3 separate regions of the Gossypium hirsutum genome follow, and all the other regions are linked to region 1. The links are chromatin contacts, called in public Hi-C maps. All regions are on one chromosome and are shown on one strand. Each heading gives the region's core, a stretch centred on a gene start, on an enhancer-like site or on the middle of the called end of the contact. The rest is flanking DNA. Distances are from core to core; before and after follow the strand shown.

What was found. A called contact is a pair of places that touch in the nucleus more often than the background predicts.
Region 2: a Hi-C map of leaf shows a contact between it and region 1, with 2.5 times the contacts expected there. The contact joins the promoter of LOC107955293 here to the promoter of LOC107960341 in region 1. A contact is called at or near these places in 8 of 34 Hi-C or Micro-C datasets (callus, hypocotyl, leaf and 1 more).
Region 3: a Hi-C map of leaf shows a contact between it and region 1, with 3 times the contacts expected there. The contact joins the promoter of LOC107960000 here to the promoter of LOC107960341 in region 1. A contact is called at or near these places in 10 of 34 Hi-C or Micro-C datasets (anther, callus, hypocotyl and 2 more).

What each region holds. Positions count from the first base shown.
Region 1 is chrA05:78,311,254-78,314,979 of Gossypium_hirsutum_v2.1, forward strand. It overlaps LOC107960341 (glycosylinositol phosphorylceramide mannosyl transferase 1), which reads left to right and starts at 2,404. Exons shown (of 5, transcript XM_016896676.2): 1 at 2,404-2,976; 2 at 3,581-3,726. The coding sequence starts at 2,777.
Region 2 is chrA05:78,031,559-78,034,783 of Gossypium_hirsutum_v2.1, forward strand. It overlaps LOC107955293 (coronatine-insensitive protein 1), which reads right to left and starts at 1,955. Exons shown (of 3, transcript XM_041111846.1): 1 at 962-1,955. The coding sequence starts at 1,458.
Region 3 is chrA05:78,776,270-78,779,763 of Gossypium_hirsutum_v2.1, forward strand. It overlaps LOC107960000 (clathrin light chain 2), which reads left to right and starts at 1,968. Exons shown (of 3, transcript XM_016896195.2): 1 at 1,968-2,535. The coding sequence starts at 2,234.

The DNA of each region.
Region 1 (3,726 bases), core at 1,154-3,653:
TTATTTTATTTTCGGATTTTACTTTTTAAAATATACTATTTTTGTATTTTATTTTTTATATTATTTTAGTACATAATGTTTCAAATGTATTATTTTAGTTTTTTTTTATATTAATTTAATAAAAAACTCTGATTTTGGCCGTTTATTTTTTATTTTATTTTCGGATTTTATTTTTTAAAATATACTATTTTCGTATTTTATTTTTTATACTATTTTAGTACATAATGTATCAAATATATTATTTTAGTTTTTTTATATTAATTTAGAAAAAAAACTCTGATTTTGGCCCTTTTTATTTTTTATTTTCGGATTTTATTTTTTAAAATATACTATTTTCGTATTTTATTTTTTATATTATTTTAGAACATAATGTTTCATGTATTATTTTAGTTTTTTTATATTAATTTAATAAAAATCTGTGATTTTGGCCGTTTTATTTATTTTGTTTTCGGATTTTATTTTTTAAAATATACTATTTTCATATTTTATTCTTTTATATTATTTTAGTACATAATGTTTCAAATGTATTATTTTAGTTTTTTTATATTAATTTAGAAAAAGCTCTGATTTTGGCCTTTTTATTTTTATTTTCGGATTTTATTTTTTAAAATTTATTATTTTCGTATTTTGTTTTTTATATTATTTTAGTACATAATGTTTCATGTATTACTTTAGTTTTTTTATATTAATTTAGAAAAAAACTCTGATTTTGGCCCTTTTTATTTTTATTTTCGGATTTTATTTTTTAAGATATATTATTTTCGTATTTTTTATATTATTTTAGTACATAATGTTTCATGTATTATTTTAGTTTTTTATATTAATTTAGTAAAAATATGTGATTTTGGTGTTTTTTATTTTGTTTTCGGATTTTATTTTTTAAAATATACTATTTTCGTATTTTATTTTTTTATATTATTTTAGTACATAATGTTTCAAATGTATTATTTTAGTTTTTTATATTAATTTAGTAAAAAATTCTGATTTTGGCCGTTTGTTTTTTATTTTATTTTCGAATTTTATTTTTCAAAATATACTATTTTCGTATTTTATTTTTTTATTATTTTAGTACATAATGTTTCATATGTATTATTTTAGTATATTTATATTAATTTAGTAAAAAACTCTGATTTTGACCTTTTTTATTTTATTTTTGGATTTTTTAAAATATATTTTTTAAAATATACTATTAAGTTATTCTTTTAATATTTTTATACTATTTTTGTAAAAAAACTCATCACATAAAAAAATCAAAATATAACATGCCAAATAAAATTAATAAAAAATATATCTAATTAACCTAAAACACACTTACCAAATAAATTAAATAAAATAATAATAAAATATTTTTTGTACATAACATAGATAGGATTTTTTACTTCAATGAAAATTAAAAATAAATTATGAATATATATAAAAAATAAAATAAATACAAACATACCTTAATATCTCTTTTTATCCAAAATATACCTTACAAAAAATTAAATTTAAAAATTAAATCAAAATCAATCAACAATAATAACATTAACAATTAATATAAATCATTTATTTCCTTAAATTAACAATTAAAAATTATTTCTTTAAAAAAATATTACTTTTTTTTTCCTTCCCTCCCTCCTCTTCTTCTTCTCCTTCTCTTTTTCTTTCTCTTTTTCTTTTTCTTTTTTCTTCCCTCACCAATGTTGCCTCTTCCTTCTTCTTCTTCTTCTCCTCCTCCTTCTCCCTTTCTTCTTCTTCTTCACTCACGCACACAAAGAAATTGGGGACTATTTTAGGGTCCTCAAACACATAATAAAACAAAAGAAATGGCTCAGAGCAGTCCCGTCGGTGGCAGTGAGGAGTCCCGTCGGTGCAGAAGAGTGAGCGTTGCCGCCTGTGGGGTACCCTCCACCCTTATTTTATTATTATTTTTGTCCTATTCTTTTTTTTTTAACATGCAAATCTATAAAAAATGTTTAGATTTGAGGGTGGTGCCGCCTATGCACCACCCTTGCAATGATCTGTTTTCGTATTTAATCTTAAAGACATCCTATTTTAATTTTTTTTCATATTGTTATAGTAAAAATCCCTCGAATAAAGATAAGCAAATGAACAAGAAAAAGAATAAAGTTATTTTCTTTTAAAATTATTTTTATATTTATTGATTTATGGTCTAACGTCGAAGTGGTCATAAGCGTGTTGCTGTTTGAAGAATTTTTAAAAATATTTTACTGGAACAAATCAAATAAATTTGAATAAGTCCTAATTATAAAATATCTTGTCGGCTAAGGGTCAACCTCAGTAACTGTCATGAACCATTTTAATCCAACGGTTCTCAATACTTCCTTTCACATCAACGTATCTTTTCTTCTATCCTGATCTGAGAATTCTTAAAAAGGAACGAACCCCGAACGTACATTGCAATGGGCAATAAAAAACCACGAGCACATCAACATCTCAGTTTCAGCCAATAATATCCCTCCGCGCGTTACCCTAGCATCCATCTTATGGGACTCTACCTCCTTAACCTCATACACATAACCACACCCTATAACTCTCCCCACCCTTTTCCCTTCACCGGTTCTTCCTCACCGGCGACAAATCTACTTCCCTCTCACCGCACCGGAGCCGAATCATATAAATAGCAATTCAACAAGCGGCGGATGAAATTTTCAGTTTCGTGACTCGGGCTCCATTCAACGTCACATCCCTCGAGTTCAGACTTCAGATCGACTCAGTCTTCTTATAAGGAAAAAGGGAAAGGGGGGAGATTGAGGAATTAGAGTGATAGAAGACGATGAGGGGCGGTTTACCTATTAGCCGTCGATCGGTTTTCAAGTTGCGTCAAGTTGGGATCGGGACGCTTGGATCGGCAAAGATCAAGATCCTTCTCTGCGGTTGCGTCGTGTTAAGTCTACTCGCAATCGCGAACCGAAACCGCGACAGTTCTTCGTTTATGGGATGGACCGGTGACTTTGACCGCTCTTCTTCTCCAAGGTGCATCTCCCTATTACTATATATTAACTTTTATAATCTTATATTTTCGTTTGAATTTTCTTTCAGATTTTTGTTGAGTAGTTTCCAAGTTTAGATATAAAAAAAAAGGAACCATGACTAAAAGAGGTTCGTTTGTTTTTGGAAACTTCGAGTAAATATATCATCTAAATCAAGATTTTTATTGGAAACTCCATCAAATTGTTATCAAGTTCTTTTATTTATGGTAATTTAATTATTTTTAAACCATAACAACAGTTAGGATCTGAAACTAAACCCGTTTTAGCTTAAAATATTAGGAAGTGATTGATAATTCTAACTTCAAATTTAAAGGTTCTTTTTGGTGTTTATTCTGTTTAGATGTATAAAGAAGGGTGTTTTTTTTTTGTATAGGAAAGTTCATATCTTTTAAAAGTTCTTTTTTTTTTAAATTTTCTTAGGGATCTTGAACACGAACAAAATCACTCTGAGCTTATATTGTTACTAAAAATTTCAACAAATGATTGATATACAGTAGAAACTTAAATCTATTAAAGGCATTTACTGAAAAAATTTCCAGATTTGATAATAAAGTGATGATTTTCATTACTGGGTTGTGTAAGTACAGGGGAAGATACTCGATTGTAATGAATACTTGGAAAAGATATGATCTCTTGAAGAAGTCGATTTCCCACTACACGTCATGTCCGAGGCTCGATTCTGTACATATTGTATGGAGTGAGCCGGATCCTCCATCTGATTCGCTTAAAAGAT
Region 2 (3,225 bases), core at 705-3,204, 280 kb before region 1:
TGTTGTTTGAAAGAAAATGAAACATTAATGGATCAATCAAGTAAAAACACAGGTATTGTTATCGGTATCCTGTCATTCATACTAGAGTGCCTTACTACAACCTCAGAAAGCTTCATGACATGGCATCGCAATGGTCCTATGCAACTACAAGCAGTACAAACCAAACCAAACTTTCACCCATGCTCCTCCCCCGACTTGACCATTCACTAACTCCTGAAGCTCACGAAATCACATAGATCCCATACAATTTCATGCAACTTTAGCACATATGCAATCAGGATGTTTCATCATTCATACATATTTTCCATTGGTTCTACAATCGTAAAATGTACCAACACTACCACAATCATGCACTACAAACAAAACCAAATTTTCACAGTTGCTTCTTCCCTGAGTAGACCAGTCACTAACTCCTAAAGATTCGGGATTCAAAATGACCGCATACAGTTTCATGGAACTTTCCCATCTATGCAATCAAAATGTTTCATCGTTCAGATTGATTTTCCATCAGTTCCACATTCAAACAAACGCAGCAACAACCACATCTGTAAACGATGCTTACAAGCTGAGGAGAAGAAAGATTTTCCTCGACTTCAAACGCTTGAACTAAACAGTTACAAATAGAAGTAATTGGGATTGAATACATGTTTCATTAAACATAACCACTTCCAATAAACACTAATCGAAATATTCCTACAATTCAACTCAACCAAACTCAAGAAAACTAAGATAAGGTTTAACCCCCAAGTAGTTGGAACTTACTAAATCAGTCCTCTTTACTCGATCCCACTGAGTTCAATCCATATTTGATCATTTCTTTCAGCAGATGCTCGAACTAAAAGAACTTTCAACAATGAATTAAAGAACGAATTTCATCGAACTTAAGCCTAAGCTTGACTAATTTCACAAAGAAACAAGAACCCATAGTTGCACAAGAATTAAGAAAGGAAGAAAAAGTTACCGGCACAAACGGCCAACGTGCAAAAGACCATCAGTAGAAAAACCAGAGCATTTATCAAGCTTCAAAACCTGCAAAACCTTCCCTCTAGACCTAGCCAAAACTTCCAGATCCGAATCTTTAACAATCATTCTTCTGAAATGGACGGCTTTCAAGCAATTGAAATTCTCCGCTATTTCATTCACCCACGGCGTAACGTACCCACCCCAATCTTCAGGTATCAAATTAAACATCGCAGCCCGAGGCTTCCCTTTCAATTTCAAGGATTCCAAGTGACGGAACCGTCGCCTCAACCGATCGGGACTCGTCGTGTAACAAAGCGCGATCGTTATGTGCTTACGAGTCAGCGCGTCGAGCTCGTACCACCGCCTGCAAACTAGAGATACGGCGTCGCGGTCTTTCGGGTCGTCGATGTACGGCATCACGCAGCCTAATACGACATCGGACATACCGGGTTGTGACGTCATCGTTTTGTGCAACTTATTACCATTTTCCTCCATCTAATAAATCAAAACTGATCTTTTTTAAAGGGAAATTAAAATCAAAACGGTTTTTTAACCCAAAACAGACAAAAAAGAATGGATCGATCTGATTAAAGAAAGTAAAACACTTTTTTTTCAGAGCTCTGTTTTATTTTTTCATAAAAGAAAAGGCGGTAGGATCCGAAACGAAACGGAACTCAACCGGCTATAAAACGAATCGGGTCAGATAAGGATCGGGTCGAGAAGGTATGGGGAAGAAGAGATTGTTGATTGAGCACACAGAAAAGCGAAGAGAAAAGAGCTGAGAAAAAGTTTCAGTAGATAAAGGAGGGTCGAAATGGACGGCCGAGATTCATCAGAAAAGAAGATCCAAGTGAAAAATATAATTATAGGATCAGACCAGACAATTCAGCTGCTCTAAATTAAATATATATATATTAAAAATACAAAAGAAAATAGTATTGCAACCAATTAGTGGAGACTGAAAAATAAATTTAATAATTTTTTATTGGTTGCGTCCGTATTGGAAGTATTAATGTGATGTGGTACATCTCAGTCTTTCTAATTGTTGAATTATTCCACTACTTTTTTAATCTGATTAAATTTAATTATTAATTATATTCTGCACCCAGCAGTTGTCATCCTTGTGGCCTTTCTTAATTTTCAATAATATTTTTTTTCGTAAAAAATGATTATTAAAAGCAGCTGCTATTTCATGCTTTTCCTTTTTTTTTTTTTGGGTAAAAGAGAAAGAAGGTGGGAGAAACCCAAGGAATTAACCAGTACAGTTAATGTTTATTCCTAAGCTCTCTTGTAGTAGAACCAAAACCATTTCCTGACTGAAAGAGTAAAAGCCAATGGGGTTCTTCTTGGTTGATCTAGACAAGATATCAGTTGCCCTATTTGCTTACAATTTAATCTCCCAACTTTGGACCAACAGCTCGCAAATATCCTATACAAGCTATCAGGTACCCTGTTTTGCTCTTTTCATATGCATTTCATGTTAGTCTTAAAGTAACGCCTTTGCTTTCAATCTAGTTACATCTTATACAAGCTCATGCTGCTAGTTTCCCACTTCTCTTCCCATGTGGCATAGGATAGGAGTAATACTTCATTTCATATCTCCTTAGAAAAGGACACCCAAAGAAAATGTGGCTTTTGGTTTCTTGTTCCACATGGCACATTCCATTAATGCGTGCCTTTGGTATGTAGTCTGTCACGAATGACCATCCAAATTAAGAAATGAATGCTTTCAAATATGAACTGGGAACCACAAAACCAATTTTGTCCTATTCCACAAGTTCTTAACATACTCATATTTTCTCCTCAAACTTTAGCCGCAATATATTTGTCACTAGGGAATCTCCACACAACACCATTCCGGAACACAATTTTTTTATGCAACATCATGCTTTTGTAAGAATTTCTTCCAAATCCAACTATAATTCCAAGTAATTAACACTACGTTTGGTTGACATGAATAACCAATCAATTCCTGGTTAATTCGATGATAAACAATTATTCATTAATTTGATTCACCGAATCCTTCATTCGACGAAATCTCATTCATTATCCATTCTACCTTCTCCCGTAATGGCCATTCCCCACCAAACCCAAAGAATAGGACTACACAACCACCACCGAATAAAGAAAAAAACATAACTTCCCATTCTTGCCCTGTACCACTCTCCCTCATCAAACATCTCAAGCCACCACACCCCCAACCATGTCTCCTCATTCCTGTTCGGTTATTCTCATCCCATGACGATCATTGAAATTGTCAAA
Region 3 (3,494 bases), core at 718-3,217, 460 kb after region 1:
TGATTACCATAATATAGACTCTTCGCTAATGATAGATATAAGCAACAAGATATTTTGAAGGAACCGAAGATCAAAGATAAGATGTTGAATAGTAAAATAGCTCTCTCTAAAATCTCAAAAGTATCAAAAAAAATAAAGAACTCAAAGAAAATTTGAAGAACGATGCATCAATCTAGAAGGGCTTTCAAAAGTCATCATTTGATATTGTTCAACCAGTAAAAAAGAGACAAATCTTATTTTTAAGAACACGTCTCTACGACATATGAAGCAAATCTTATCAATATAATATCAACTCTAGATAAATTTTGAAAAAAGAATTAAAAAATTTATTCAAAAATTATAACTCATTTTTAAATAAAATTGTTTATTTGTCTCAAATTTTAAATTCTTATTCAACACAAAATTTGTATGTGAAATAATTATTAAAATCGAAGAACATAGAAACTTAATAAACCATTTGTACAAGTTATCTTACCGGTAGAATTCAAGAGAGGGAAAAGCAAATTAAAGGAAGGAGGGCAAATCCTCCTCTTCTTATTTTATTATTGACTTTAGAAATTGGAAGGGTTGAAGGATGTGAAAACCGTGTGAAATCGGGAGATATTTTGTTACCTCAGAAGTCGTGCTAATCTTTAATGCTGCTGATGCATTCTTTTTTTCTAGAGCAATCTCATTTTTTTTGCTGGGTTAGGGCTGGTCTGTTGATTTTGACCAATCTGTATTTTGGGCTCTCTGTTATGAAGTTTGTTTTTAATAATAAAAATCAAACAATTTCTAAAAAAAAAAGAAAAAAAACACAAGTTGCACAAATAAAAAACAAATCCCCCAATAAAAAATTTATTAAAAAGAAAAACAGTTGCACACTAATTTTCAAGTGGTGTGCTTGTTAGAGATTTAAAAAAGAAAAAACGAAAAACAAAATTAAAAAAAAAACTTGTTTATTTTCAAAAAAAAATATTATTAATTTTTGTATTATACTTAAGTTGTATATTTAGTCAGTGTATTTTAATTTGATTAATTTTAGTTTTGTATTTTTTATTGAATTGATTTTAAGCCCTTACACTTTTTTAATTTTAAAATTTAAGTCTTAATAGGTAGCAATTAAATTTTTTTGTTAATTTTTATTATTAGTCTTATATCGCGTATAAAATTGTAGATTTAATTGATGTTCTTTAATTTAGCCATTCTTAGTCCCTGTGCTTTTTTAATTTTGAAATTTTAATCTTGATGCAAACGACAACCATTAAATCTATTAACTTGCTTTTTTTTTAGTAATATATGAAAATAGCAAGTTGACATGGCATTAAACATGTGCTAATATTTTTATTACATAAGATTTTGAAAATAAAAATACTTAATAAATTTAAGGGATAAATCTCAAAAAGTATACATGAACTTTGATTTAATGTGTAATTGTATACATGAACTTTATTTGATGCAATTATTTATGTGAAGCTCTAATTGTAGTTCAAATGTATACTTGAAACTTTAATTTTGATTTAATCATACACATTTAAAGAAATAAATACATCAATTTATTTTTATATTGGATAAATATAATTGCAATATATAAACATAAAATGATGTTATGTCAATAATTGTGTTAATAATTTACAAGAATTAGATCAAATTAAAATTACATAAAATCAAAGTTCATGTATACAATTGCGCATTAAATCATAGTTCATGTATACTTTTGGTATTTATTCCTAAATTTAACAACCATCTCGAGGATATAAATTTTAAAATTTGATAAATACAATAATTAAATTGAAATATAAAAACTAAATTCATAAGTTATAGGGACTAATAGCATAATTAAACAAAAAAAATTGAATAAATAAAATAATCTGATTGAAGTGGAGGGGAGGGTTGAAATGTAAGCCGGAAGGGCATGATCTCAATGTCTAAATGTCTTAACCTCTTTCTTATTTAAAGATTGCATCATTCCAATGTGCTTTTGAAGGGACAACTAACTACAAAAAGTGATCCATACCGAACGGAATTCGGCAAAAACTTTAGAGTTTTAATGGCCCAAAAACTCACCTCCATCAAACCCAAACAATGGCCCAAACAATTGGTTCATTTAACCAAACCCATTAACATCCCTTGAGAGTTATCGTCTTTTCATTTGTGCCTCCCATTGCGACAGTGATTGACTTCGATTCAATTTCCATAGCTTATTTTCATCAACCCTTTGTCGTCTCCGTACAAGACCTTGCTTAGAAGAAAAATGTCAACCTTCCCTGACTCTTTCACTCAACTCGCCGACGACTCCTTAGACTCTTTTGACTCTGTTCCACACCAGGATGAAGACGGTGCCGGCTACGCCGGATACGACCCTTCTCAGCAATTCGACTCTTTCGCCGACCACTCGGATCATGCCAAGGGCTCCACTGATGATGTGTTTGCATCAGATTCATACACAAATGGGGTAGGTTTTGGCCAAGATTTTGGCGGATCGGACGGCCCGGTTTTGCCTCCGCCGGCGGAGATAGAGCCTGAGGAAGGTGTTGCTCTCAGGGAATGGAGAAGGTTAAGATCCATTAAAAAATTTTCATGTTTTTTTGAATAATTTTGTCTTATATTTAAGTATAGAGTTTGGGGAAGTTAAAAAGTTAGGAATTGAAGTTATGAATACGGCACTTAGGTATTTTGGAAATGTGCGAAGGAGCTAGATTTAGTTAATTTTTTTTATCTTTATGAAGATTTTGAATATGTTTGGTTAAGTCATATTAGGGTGTTAAAGAACTGAATTTTTTGAAAAGTTTTAAATAAGTTTGGTTAAGCCATATTAGGGTTTAAGTAGGGAAATCTAAGAATTAGTGCTAATTTCTGGGATTAGAAGTAGAGTTGTAGGATTTTACTTATCTTTGAATTTATTCTTTTTAGAGATTGAATCAAAGAGAAGGAGTGAGGTACTAGCATGGGTGCACCATATAAGAAATTCGGATAGAAGAATTGGGTCAACATATGAAGGTAGATTTTTAATGTTACGATTAGCGCTAGTAATTTCACTCCAAGCTGGCATTTTTAAACCTAAAGATAAGCTAATTGGTGGTATCATTGGAAAAAAGCATTTTTCGGTCAATTGGACACTCAAGCCATTATTGGACAGTATCTGCATCATAAGAGCACAAATCTAGAGTATACTCTGGCTAGTTTGGAAAAAACGGAGAGCTAAAATATTTTAGGACAGGAGTGGTTATGTGTTTAATTTTTTATCACTTGTGAACTTTGGTCATCTTATAAAAGAAAAAAGATTGAATCAAGAGAATATCTGGATTTTTTTGTTCTTTTTTTTTTGTATTTCCTTTAATAATTTATATTTTTTTTTGAGTAAATTTTGTAGTGGCTTAGCTTAGTTGGTTGATGTACCCACCCAAAGCGGTGCTCCAAGCCATTTCGGAGTCCGAATGCCATGTAAGTGTTGGCTACATATATGTATCCAACATATATATCTTAATTTTTTTTCCATGTGTTATGAGACCCTT